Regions from separate parts of the Mus musculus genome. Here regions 1, 2 and 4 are each linked to region 3. The links are chromatin contacts, called in public ChIA-PET, HiChIP or PLAC-seq and promoter capture Hi-C maps. All regions are on one chromosome and are shown on one strand. Each heading gives the region's core, a stretch centred on a gene start, on an enhancer-like site or on the middle of the called end of the contact. The rest is flanking DNA. Distances are from core to core; before and after follow the strand shown.

The links. Promoter capture Hi-C pulls out the DNA fragments that hold promoters and counts their contacts. ChIA-PET counts read pairs in DNA pulled down with a chosen protein or histone mark. HiChIP or PLAC-seq counts read pairs in DNA pulled down with a chosen protein or histone mark.
Region 1: a contact with region 3 is called in an H3K4me3 HiChIP or PLAC-seq map of forebrain, with 11 times the contacts expected there. The contact joins the enhancer-like site here to the promoter of Tcp11l2 in region 3. A contact is called at or near these places in 1 of 39 promoter capture datasets (hippocampal neurons), 2 of 484 Hi-C or Micro-C datasets (cortical neurons and uterus), 5 of 115 datasets of contacts at active chromatin or transcription factors (astrocytes, bone marrow-derived macrophages, embryonic forebrain and 2 more) and 1 of 9 other capture datasets (embryonic stem cells).
Region 2: a contact with region 3 is called in an RNA polymerase II ChIA-PET map of memory CD8 T cells, with 7 read pairs. The contact joins the promoter of Btbd11 here to the promoter of Tcp11l2 in region 3. A contact is called at or near these places in 1 of 39 promoter capture datasets (liver) and 1 of 115 datasets of contacts at active chromatin or transcription factors (memory CD8 T cells).
Region 4: a contact with region 3 is called in a promoter capture Hi-C map of pre-B cells, with 6 times the contacts expected there. The contact joins the promoter of Cry1 here to the promoter of Tcp11l2 in region 3. A contact is called at or near these places in 2 of 39 promoter capture datasets (liver and pre-B cells), 4 of 484 Hi-C or Micro-C datasets (CD4 T cells, CD8 T cells, embryonic stem cells and 1 more), 2 of 115 datasets of contacts at active chromatin or transcription factors (memory CD8 T cells and regulatory T cell precursor) and 1 of 9 other capture datasets (adipose tissue).

The regions. Positions count from the first base shown.
Region 1 is chr10:83,817,785-83,820,757 of GRCm38.p6, reverse strand. No RefSeq gene overlaps it. Among named protein-coding and RNA genes, the nearest start is that of 1500009L16Rik, 96 kb to the right of the region's middle. Within about 2 kb of position 1,292, at least 18 of the 459 cell types and tissues checked have an H3K27ac peak or open chromatin away from gene starts, as enhancers often do. A contact at or near this core is called in forebrain, where this site is marked.
Region 2 is chr10:85,385,393-85,388,311 of GRCm38.p6, reverse strand. It overlaps Btbd11 (BTB (POZ) domain containing 11), which reads right to left and starts at 1,498. Exons shown (of 17, transcript NM_028709.2): 1 at 1-1,498. The coding sequence starts at 983.
Region 3 is chr10:84,575,345-84,578,441 of GRCm38.p6, reverse strand. It overlaps Tcp11l2 (t-complex 11 (mouse) like 2), which reads right to left and starts at 1,495. Exons shown (of 10, transcript NM_146008.2): 1 at 1,430-1,495.
Region 4 is chr10:85,183,639-85,186,361 of GRCm38.p6, reverse strand. It overlaps Cry1 (cryptochrome 1 (photolyase-like)), which reads left to right and starts at 1,308. Exons shown (of 13, transcript NM_007771.3): 1 at 1,308-2,048. The coding sequence starts at 1,891.

The DNA.
Region 1 (2,973 bases), core at 43-2,542, 760 kb after region 3:
GCACTTCCACCATGTTTTCTCAACAACAACAACAACAACAAAAAATATCAGAGTCCACCCATCCATCAGCCCTAAAATTCTTTCACGCTGGCACATCTGTGCAGGGCATTGCCAGTTAACCATGACAAAGAAGGTCTGTTTTCATCTGTGGTGTGAGAAATTCTTTAAATCCAGAGAGAAGCAGAAAGGGGCTAAAGAATAAGATTGGGGGTTCCAACGGTTGTGTTGAAAACAGCGTAAAACAAAATAGTATGTGGCAAACTGTAGGGACTTTGTTTAGTGATGGTTAATGATATGCCTACGGGGTCCAGGAGGTAGAGTCCCAATCATACTCAAGAGTAGTGATGGGTGCTTTAAAGGTTCTGGGAAAAGCCAGAGAACCTAGGGAAGTGTCCTTCAGGAAAGCAGGGCAAATCAAAAGGGGCACTAGGACATTTGGCATGAGATGAAGAGTAATGGCCGCCTGTCTCTGGCTGGTCCTGTGCTCTGACCTTTTGAGTAAAAGGTTGTCAGCATCCAACTCTGACATGACCCAAGCGGTTTAAAGTCTTCTATCTAGTGAGGGACTGTACTGGCATCCGGCCCCACATGTCCTGCAAGCCCAAAGCTTTTCCCTTCTCAGTTTCTCTCAGGACACTTGGTCTCTAGTTGCAACCTGTGCTGTGTTCGGGGATTCACCAAGGCATGTCCAAAGCAGCAGCGCGGTAGTCCCGCTCCTAGAGGGAAGCCTTCCTTGTTTTCTCGTGCTCACTGTAAAGTGCGCATGGGTCTTTTGATTGAAATTTTCTGCTCTTTCTCTTGAAATTGCTTAATTGCGCCCACCCACCGGTAAGGTTCTTTATATCGGTGATGCTGCTGATCCTCTCTGTATCACTGTGCGGTACTTTTGAACGCCAGGTTTCCTTACATTTCTGTGAGGATGCTGCCCCCTGCAGCCCACTTTGAGCATAATAGCCATTGTGATGGATTATCTCATCTCGTTCCCACAACCCACGAAGTGAAAAACTGTTAGTATCCTCCTTTTTTGTTTTTTCAGAGGATAAATCTGACTTCCAGCAAAGTTAGGTAACTTGTCTTGGCAGAAACAGGCCACCTCTCTCCAGAATCCCCCGTACCAACACTGTTGTCCTGTGACAGGTATCCTCCATATTTAATCTGCCAGCTAACCGAAATTACTGGGGAAGGGGAAGCGAATTGACTCATTTTTGGCTGTGCGGCCCTCTCTGGGTCCATCCACAGTTCCAACAATAGCCCCGCGGTGTTAATGCAGATGCAGAGATATCCCTGGGAGAGCTTTGTGGGAAGGTGTGGTTGACTGACAACCAGCTGCCACACCCTCAGAATCTCTGCAGCACCTAAACTTAAGCCTTGCCCTCCTGGGGCTACTCAGCCAGCAACTGGGCACAAGCTTTCTAGACCCAAAGGGAGGTTTTGTTTTGTTTTGTTTTGTTTTGTTTTGTTTTGTTTTGTTTTGTTTTGTAGGTTCCAAGATGTATGGATTGCAGTGGCGCCTATCAGCATATCAAAGCACACGCTGACCTCAGGACTCCTTCACTTCATGTGCAAGCAACCTGCCCTCCTCCCTTCCTCCCCTACCTAACTCCCTCCAGCCCCTGGGATTTCCTCCTGCTCTCTCAAAGCTACCTAGCAGCTTCCTGCCTTCCTTCTCTCCCTGGGCAAATGTCAGGTCCACACTGTGATCTGAGGGTATGCCACAAACCAGGCTGTATCTTTGGGCTCACTGGTCAGCCAGTCTAGCCTGTTCCAAGCTAGTGAAGACACTGTGCCTCACAAAGATATTTTTTTCCTTTAAATGCAAACCGCTTGGAGAACAAAACTCAGTGTTGTCCCCTGCATCACACACACACACACACACACACACACACACACACACACACACACACACCCTACCATTGAAATGTAAGTGCCACTGTAGAGAGAAGACTTTTATGAGGTGACTAGGGCCTGGGGACCTGGCCCTCAGGAATACAGTAATACCTCCAGCAGAGAAGTGGATTGGTAATCACAGGAATAGGTTCAGATCAAAAGCTAAGTCATCCCTGTCCCCAAGCTCCTGTCTCTGTCCCTCTCCCCCACATCCTCACGCCATCTGAAACCTCTGCCTTGTCCAAGCACCGTGTGCTTGGCTTTCCCAGAGTTCTGAGCCAAAGAGACCTGCTCTTTATAAATTGTCCAGCCTCTGGTTGTCTGTTATAGCAGCACAAAACAAAGATACTGGATTTGCATCTCTCTAAAAGGACCCCCACGGAGTTTAACAAGGAGAATCTATAATTCTTTCTCTCTCTCATTATTTCGTACTTGTATGTGTGTGAGAGAGTGTGTGTGCATGCACATCTGCCACTGTGCACGAATCAAGATCAGAGGAGAGTTTTCAGGAGTCTGTTCCCCTTTCCTACCTTGGTAAGGCAGGCTCTCTCTTGTTTCTGCCAGGCCAGCCCGTGAGCTTCTGGTTCTCTTGTCTCAGCTCAGGGCAGCTCAACACAACATCCTTTTCCACCAAGATGACTAGGACCAACGACCGGTCACTGGGATGGTGACGAGTCTCTGGCATTGATGCTCCAATATAGGGAGTCTGGGGAAGGCAGTTTCTCACGCCAAGCCCTCATGGAACATTTTTCACACCTCTCTGCAAAGGCCTACACACCCCCCACTGCACACACACATTCAAGTGTAATCCCTGCCCCTTTCCTTGGGCTTTGTGCTTCCTGGAGCAAGCTCTACACTAAGGAGATCCTTGCACACAGGGTGCATAAATAAACTGCAGACAAAAAAAATGAATGATAATGGCTTGAATGACTTCCAGGGACTCATTGAAATTCCATTCCCTGATGCACAATTCCTGTGCCTGTGTATCTAAGAGGAACCCAGCACCACCACACGGACAGTAGAAAGACCCCTTGCAGATTCACACTGTGGCCAGGGCCAAGGGTTTGGAGAGGCAGAACTCAGAGC
Region 2 (2,919 bases), core at 249-2,748, 810 kb before region 3:
GTTGGCGGGACTGCGGTCGCCGCCGTGGCTGGCGGGGCGCAACAACTACTGCCCCCGCTGGCGCTGCTGGCTGCGCTGCAAGGGCCACCGCTCGCCGCTCCCCCTCCCGGAGTCTCGCGCTCCTTATCCGCTGCAGGGGCTCCGGGGCCTGAGCCGGGGCCTGGGCCAGAACCGGAGCTGGAGCCAGGGCCAGGACCGCTACAGCTACGAGGTAGCCCGGAGGCCAACACCCGCGAGTAGATGTCCCGGAAGAGACTCTCCATACAGGCGGTCAGGTAGATGGCGGCATGCTCGTGGATGCGCAGCGCCACGCGGCTGTCCACCATCCAGCGGTACACGCGGCCCACGGAGAAGGTGAGGCCGCAGCGCGCCGACTTGCCACGGCCCAAGCGGTCGCCGCCAGCGCTGCTCATGTTATAGAGGGACAGCGCGGCCAGCGCGGCAGCGGTGCAGTGAGCCGCCAGGCCCCAGGACAGTACGATCTCCATGGCACTCTGGATCTCGTACTTGGTGCACTTGGCGAAGCGCAGGCTCAGGCGCTGCGCCTCTTTAGCGATGCGCACTAGAGCCCGGCTTACCAGCATCGAGAGCTTGGCCAGCGCGTCCTTGGGCAGGCTGCCGGGGACCGCTGGGCCTGCCCGGGGATCCCGCGAGCGCAGCAGCAGCAACTCCAGTTCCTGGAGGGTCCAGGGGACCTCGTCGAGGTCCGGCAGCAACCGCGAGCAGTGCTGACCGGCGCAGTCCAGCCCCTCGGAGTCTTCCACCAGGGCAGTGTTGACGGTGTCAAAGCTGTTGTGCCGGCTGTGCATGGAGTCAGCTAAAGGCGGCCAGCAGCTCCCGCCATACGGGGACGCCGGGTGAGAGTCAGAACAGCACAGAGACAAGTTGGAGGAGCGCACAGAGTCCGCCGCGCCACCATAACCCGAGTCCAGCGTCAGATCTTCCAGCGTTCGCACCACAGGCTTCTTACCTCTCCTGGCCATCGCTGCGCCACTTCATGCTGCAGCCGCCGTGGAGCCGAGGGGAAGGAAAGGCAAGGATCTGTGGGCACCGGGGTCCTCGGGGACAGCGGGGCTCCACGTCGCCTAGGCTCACTTTCCCACCTGGCGTTGCCAGCAAGTGTCACTACTTTCGCCTGTCTCCCCGAGCCGTCACCACGGGAAGATACACGGCGGAACCTGAAGTCATCTTCTGGAGTCGGGGCCAGAGCGAGGGCGCACTGAGCCGCGAGCCAGGCCGGGAAGGAAGCTCCCGCCAGGACCCGCGCCTTTCATCCAAAATAAAAGTGTCTGGTCCTCTCCTCCCTGGGACCAGACGGATGCAGAAGCCTCCGAGAGCCGGCCACAGTGTCGATAGGACCTAGATCGCCCCAGATACGGCCGCCGCAGCTCGGCGGGCTACGGGCTCCCCCGGCTCCGGGATCCGGGCCGCGGTTCTCTTGAGCTCCCGCCCCGCACTAAAGCGCTGTAGCCAGGCGGCTGCAAAACCCTGCTGAGCCCCAGCAAACCAAGCAGTCAGAGGGCGGGCGCATGCAAAGCAGGGCCGTCGAAGAGCCAATGGAATCGGGGGATGCTAATTACTTAGGTTTTTTTTTTTTTTTTTTATTCCTCCCTTCCATGCGGCCCCGCCCCTCAGACACGCCCCCCCAGGCCTTGACCAGGGCTGCAGCTAGGAGGGATCCGCGGCCTAGGTGGAAGCCTGGAGAAGAACAGTCATCCTGCAACTGTAGCTTCCCTAGTTTCTGCTTTCGAACTATCGACAAAAATATCATTTATATCGTTATTTGTTCCACTCTGCGGTTCATAAAGTGTTTGTCCGAGGGTTACTTTCTGCTTTGGCATTTTAGATTTCTCTTTCCCTCCCACCAGCCCATACAAGATGCACGTTTCTCCTCCCTCTTCAGGCACCCTGACTAATTCAGGCGGGTGCCGCTTCTCAGCCTGGGTTTGCTCCAGCATGGAAGGAAATAAAACAGGAAAGTAGTGAGGGGGAGACTGATAATTGCCACTGGGAAGCGAATCTCTAGCCATAAACCACCTGTCACCAGGACTTTCTAGGTTTGTTCGGCAGACAGGAATCTACCCTTAAGTTCCAGGGTGTGTGTGTGTGTGTGTGTGTGTGTGTGTGTGTGTGTGTGTGTGTGTGTTCCGGCCACTCTGTGGTTCTGGTGGACAATGCTCTAGACTGCTCAAACTTAAATTTGTGCACAGGAGAATATTCTTTTCAGCTAAAGAAAGATACAAAATATATGTGTGTGTCTGCTGCATTTCTGTGTCTAACAGCATCATTGCTTGGCTATTTGTCTATCTCTACCTACCTTAGGAAAAACCTTATTCATTCAAAGATTCCTACCTCCCTTACACAATCCTATTCCTACAAGAAGCCCACCCTGATCTCCCAAAACTATCCTGGGTGTTTCCACCACCCCACCCTCTTCGATGGCTTCACATTTCTGGGCCCTTGTCACGCTGGCTTGCTACTATCTATTTATTTGTCTGGATCCCACATTGGGCTAGGGAGTTGTGGTAAATGTATGAGTCGACAAGGGAAGGACGTGCTTTGAACTGCTGGTTTGAACGTTCAACTGTGGCTGAAGGGATGTGAGAAGACACTCAACATCACTGGCCATCAGGGTAACTGCAAATCAGAACCATAAGGAGCTGCCAGCTCATGCCTGTTAGGATGGCGATTATCAGAAAGTCAAAAGATTACAAGCATCAACAAGGGTGTGGAGGATAAAGAAGAGTGTACTCTATTGGTGAGAAGGGAAATTGATATAGCTATTATGGAAAATAATGCCGAAGATCTTCAAAAAATTACTAATTAGAACTACCATGTGATCCAATAATCCCACATCTGGATCTTTACCAAACAGAAATAAAGCCACTATTTAAAAGATCTATTTACTCCCCTCTCCCT
Region 3 (3,097 bases), core at 246-2,745:
TCCTCGATCAAACCGTGCTTTAGCACCAGGCTAGAGTAAGGCAAAAAACACAGCACGGAGAGAACAGTACTGGTCCTCATCGAGTCTTTGCCCGCCTCGGAGAGCTAGACAAAAGCCAACAAGCCAGCCACTGTCTAAAAGGCAGATGCCCGTGCTCCACGTGTCATTACAGCATTGGGAAGGATTTCTAAGCACTTTTTATCCTGGAAAGCGTTGCCCCCGCCCCCCCCCCATCCCTGATGCCTAGTTTAACACCTGTGCTGCACACCCGGGGGGTAAGGCGCCCTTCAGCCCTGGGTCACTTCAAGTGGAGCAATGTATGAAATCCATGGGGGTAGGAAAAAGGCAGAGTAGACGGGGCGGGGTGGAGGTGGAGGTGGGATGGGGACTCCTAGCCCAGGAACCAGTGTAAGAACTGGTTGAAATTATCAGTTGGGAGGTAGGTTAACTAAGAGCTGAGAGCTGAACACCACCTTGTGCTGAGCAGCCCACTAAGGACAAAGACAAGTTGCCTGGTTTCTTTACCGTTAAGGTACCAAGACAACGATGAAAGAGGGAGGTTCCATTCTCACTGGAACCACTCAAGTGTTTCTACTCTGCTTGTAACGGTAGTTTAACAAACCCTTCTTTGTTGACTGGATTCTTGTGTTTAAACACATGATTTGGGCTTCTTGTGGTTGGGGGAGGACAGAACCTACAGTCCTGTAAAGTGCTCTACCACAGAACTACAGTCCCAGTCTAATAAACGCATTTTAGAAGTAAACATTGCGAAATCGCTCATTTAATGGAAGTTTTTCCTCTTGTACTAACGTAAACACATAACTGTGTCATCCACGTGCCACCGAATCTCGTTGCTATGTTTTGTGGCGCCACCCAAAGCAAGGCAAAGCAAGGGTCTGAGAAGGCAAGGGTCTGACCCAGATGTGACCTGAGCTGGCCTCCTGGACAGTCAAGTCCAACGGAAGTCCCAGGAGTCCTGCCCGCTCGCCCACGTTCTCTGCTCGCCCCTCCCTCTAGCAGCACCACGTTTCCTGTCAAAACAAACGTTTGGGGGAGGGGACTGCCGGGACAGAACCCAGCTCTCGAGAAACCCAGCAACAAGACCCAAACATAGGGCCGAGGCCCAGCCGGGCCCCACCGCGGCTCAGTCCCACTCCTCCAGGGACGAGGGATTGGGGACCTGACCGCACGGGGAGCCCAGAGCGTCTCGCGCCGTTGAGCACAGTCGCTGGCACGCACCCAAAGGGATGTCATCACGACCAAGCGGCCCCGGCAGAGCCTGGGCCACCACTGCCACCGTGCCCCACTTCAAGCCTTGACTCCGAGGTCAAATGTCCCGAACTCGGAGGGCACAAGGAGCCCTCCCGCTGCCATAAGGAGACGCGGTCCCCTCAGATCCCACGGCCCCTCCCCTGGGATGGGTACGCACCCCCGGATCCCGCGTAGAGACTCGAGGAAAGCTAGGTGGCGGGGGTCGCGGGGCTCTGCGTATCCCCCCTCAACCAGCGTCGCAGACAAGGGGAGACTCAGCAGTCTGTCAACTCTGGAGCCCCCCCGCAGCCCCACGCGGTATTTAAAGGGCCCAGAGGTACTCCCTGGGCGCGACCATTCGGGAAGGAACTGGAGGGGGACTATAGCACCGCGGCGCCAGAATCCAGGGCAGGGTTCTGGCGAAGATCCCTAAATTCTTGAAGAGTCTGTCTACAAAAACCATAGCTTTCTCACGTTTCTATCGTGAAGGCTGAAGAAGGCTCAGACAGAAAGCCATTTGCACACGAGAAATGTGTGCTCCCTATATTCAGTGGTGGTACGGTCCGGACCGCCAGGGGCGGGGAGAGGAGTGAACACGGAATTGGGGCAGCCTACGGCCGGGAGCGCCTGGGCTGCTGTAGGGCCTAAAGCGTTCGGAGGCGGGGCCTGGCTGTGTAAGGGCGGGGCCTAAGTGCAGCGGGTGACGCCCCCAATCCTGTTTCTTTCAGTTTACCAGGTAGGATGAAATGGACTAACTCCAACCGAACGGACAGACTTCTGGTGTCCGCTCGCGGCAGTAATATAAAAACACTACATGCCCACCTTCACAATGGCCACACACACCGGGCCAAGCGAGTCAACAACATTCCAAACAGGCTGTCCCACGCACATCAGCGTCCAACCGCGTCATCCACACGTGTCAACATGTTCTTGTAAACACGGGTCCTGATTTGCCCCTTGAATTGGACGATTGGTTTCTGGGAGCCACACCTACCTAAGCTCTCCGAAGGCTTCGCCTGTGCACAAAGATAAAGTGTCTTACTTCTTCTAAGGGTTCTTTGGCGGCGCTTATCTTGGGGAGAGTTTTCAACCAGGCTTAATGTAAATAAGTGCTGGGAGGGGCTCTTGTGTGGTCAGGCTTACTAAGCATAACTTCTCGTGAGCTTGCTTCTGGGCATAAAGAAACAGAACCACTATTTTGCCAGGTACAAGTTGGTATTACTTGTGGGTAGCGTCATACAAAAAAAATAAATGAACTTTATATAAGCTGAAATATTCCTGTTTAGGACTAAAATCATATCGGATTGTGGAGGCAAATTGTCTACTATCATTCTAGAAAGAAGAAAACCAAAAGCAGACAATAGTTTAAAGCAAGATAGAAATACAATTGTACAGCATGGACTGGTCTGAGGTTATAACCAAGTCCCTAACATTTGCCTACCCAAGAGATCTTCTTGTTCAGTGGGATAAGAATGGAACTAAAGCACTCTTAGAAGCTCACTGTTAGCTACTGAACCTAGTTGGCAAGTTATTCTGAACAAGAAAACCTACCTAGAGATTTGTATCCATTTGTATCTGTCACTCTAGAAATTACACAACCTAAAGTGGAGCCACGGCTGCTAAGAATCCTTGCTGCTCTATCATGAGGACCACAGGCAATTTCAGATCTCATCATCCACACTGGACGGCTCTCAAACACTGTAGAACACTCTAGTTCTAAAGGATGCAGTGCTGTCTTCTGGACTCCTCCACACACAAGCACACACAGCCATAGCGCATGTACACTCTCCCACAAAGAGGGACATTCACCTCAATGGTAAAAGAAATCTTAAAAAGGCAGTAAAAT
Region 4 (2,723 bases), core at 59-2,558, 610 kb before region 3:
GTAAGCCAGGGCTCCGCGAGACCCCGTCTCAACAAAAAGGGCATTGTATGTCTAAGGCATGGCCTGTAGGTTATGGCTAGGAAGTCTGGTAAAGATGCACATGTGGCCCTGTGTTCTCATTAGACTTCAATTGCTTTGATAAAACATCATGAGCAAAAGCAACTTGGCCAGGAAGGAAGGGGTTTGTTGCCGTTTACAGTTAATAATCCATCGTGGGGAGAAGTCAGGGCAGAAATTCAAAGCAGAAACCTGGAGATAGAGGGCTGAAGCAGAAGCCATGGAGGAAAGCCGTTTTGGTTCCCTGTGGCTTCCTCAGCCTGCTTCCATATACAACCCGCCTAGGGCTACCAGCCTAATGGTGGCGCCACACACACTGGTCGGGTCCTTCCACATCACTCATTAATCAAGAAAGTGCCCAGACTTCCCTACAGGCAACCTGATGGAAGTCTTTACTACAATTAAGGTTCCTCTTCCCATTTAACTTCAGTTGAAGAAAAAAAAAAAAAAAAAAAAAAAAAGCAAAGCAAAAAGCCCAAAAACCTAATCAAAATACCTTCTAAACTACACTTCATGTAATAGATTAGAGTTGATAAATTGACGATGTATCTACAGTATTATGAAATGCTGAATATCTGAGATCGGACCTGTCTTCTCCAGAGCTTGGGCAAAGGTGCCCGCCCCAAACAGTAAAAAAGGCTAACGGCGTGATTTCTGCTCCTTTCAGAGCAGGGGACTCCGATTAACACCTGATTGAAGCTGGGTGAGAGGCAGGACTGTGCCTCGGTTGCCTCTCACCCAGCCCAGCAATAACTCTCAGGGCACACGGAACTGGCTTCAGACCTTCCACACAACCCATAGGAAGAGCCCTGGGCGCGCTCCCGCGTCCTAGCCTCTTCTCTTCCACCGCGAGAGCGCAGCGCACGCGCGCCGTGCCCGGCAGAGCGCGCGCCCGCGAGCTCCCCGCAGCCCCGTGCTCATCCGGGTCCCCGCGAGCCTCGGCCAATGGAGGCGGCTCCCGGCCCCGGGAGCAGAACTATGCCTCCTCCCCCTTCTCGCGGCCTGTGGCCCCCGCGAGCGGCCTGGGGCTCAGGAGACCCGCAGAGGCTGCGAGTCCGGATCCCACGCGAGAACTCAGGTCGTGAGCGCCCAGCGATCGCAACCGGTCCCGAAGCACCGGGCGCGGCGGCGCACGCGGGGGTCTGAGCCAGTGTAGTAAACACACTTCAGAAACGTGAGGTGCCGGTGGTCACGTGGGGTGCATGCCGCCCAATGAGAAGCCGGGGGCGGGGCGGAGGCCGCTGACGCGGCGGAGTCACCCGGGCAGCCTCGGGACCGGTGACCGGCAGGCGAGCGTCCCGCGGCCTGGAGCTCTAGCCCGCGCTCTCCGAGCTCGCTGCCCACTCCGGGACGCACAGGCCGCGTCGCGCGGAGGCCGCGTGAGCTCGTGTCCGTTCGTGGAGGCCGCCTCGGGCGCGCCACCGTCTCCTCGCGGGTCGCCTCGGTTGGGCGAGGTTTCCGTGACGAGCCTCCCGGGGCTGCTGCGACCAGCTCGGGCCGTCGTGGCGGCTCGGGCCCCGCGCGCTCGCTTGCGCTCCGGGGGTCTCAGGCCCTGGAAGGTATGCGTGTCCTCCGGACGCTGGGCGCGGGCTCCTGAAGGACGTCGCGCGTGGATCCCGGCGCCTCGGCAGCCTCCATTCATCTGCCAGCTGCGCGCTCGCCACCTCCGCGCCCCGCCTCGGCGTCGCCTCCTCCCGTCCCCTCTCTGCAGCCCTTTCCCCACTCCTCGGGTGAGGAGGTTTTCTTGGAAGCGCAGGTGTCGGTTATGAGCCCGGCTTCCCTCCCTTGAAGCTCTCGGTAGAGGAAGTCGGGGTGACCCGCCGCGCCCCGAGCATGGGGGTGAACGCCGTGCACTGGTTCCGAAAGGGACTCCGGCTCCACGACAACCCCGCCCTGAAGGAGTGCATCCAGGGCGCCGACACCATCCGCTGCGTCTATATCCTCGACCCCTGGTTCGCCGGCTCTTCCAACGTGGGCATCAACAGGTGGCGGTGAGTCCGAAGCGCTTGGGAAATCAATCGATCGCGGTGTGCGCGAGTCGGGTGTCGATGCGTTAGTGTCAGATCTGAGATTTGGTTTTAGTCCAGGGACCGAATTGCCTACATCGTTAAAGAATTGTAGATGTGGTCAATATTAAATAGTACAGACTTAGTAGTAGAGATTATTGACGACCCTGAAACACTTTAGCTTTTACCGGTAAGTTATGTGTCTGTGTTGATGGGAACGCCTTCCCTGATTTGCGAGAAATAACTAGGAGGAGAATTAAACACTCCCAGATCATAATGGCCTTGATATCTTAGGCCTCCGAAAGGGTTGTAATCTTTAATGTTGACGTGTGTGTCTAGGTAACTCATAGTGTGGAGAAAAACCATTCATTTATTATAGCGGGCTCCGGATCCAGCTTTCTTCCCCCTTGAGGTTAGAGGAGGAAAAGCAAGGGAAAGAATTAGCTGGTTTCCCAACTCTCTCTCTCAACTCCTCCTTGTGGTTGACAAGACAAAGCACAGTTTTTCTTTCGAGGCAAAGTATAATCCTTCTAGGGAATTGCGACTGGAAGAAATCCTCCGGACATTTTGTGAGCTGTGCCTGGGAAAACAGGATAGACGATTGTGTGGCGGAATGAAACGAAAGCATTAGTTCAGCAGATAATATTGATAGCTTATGTG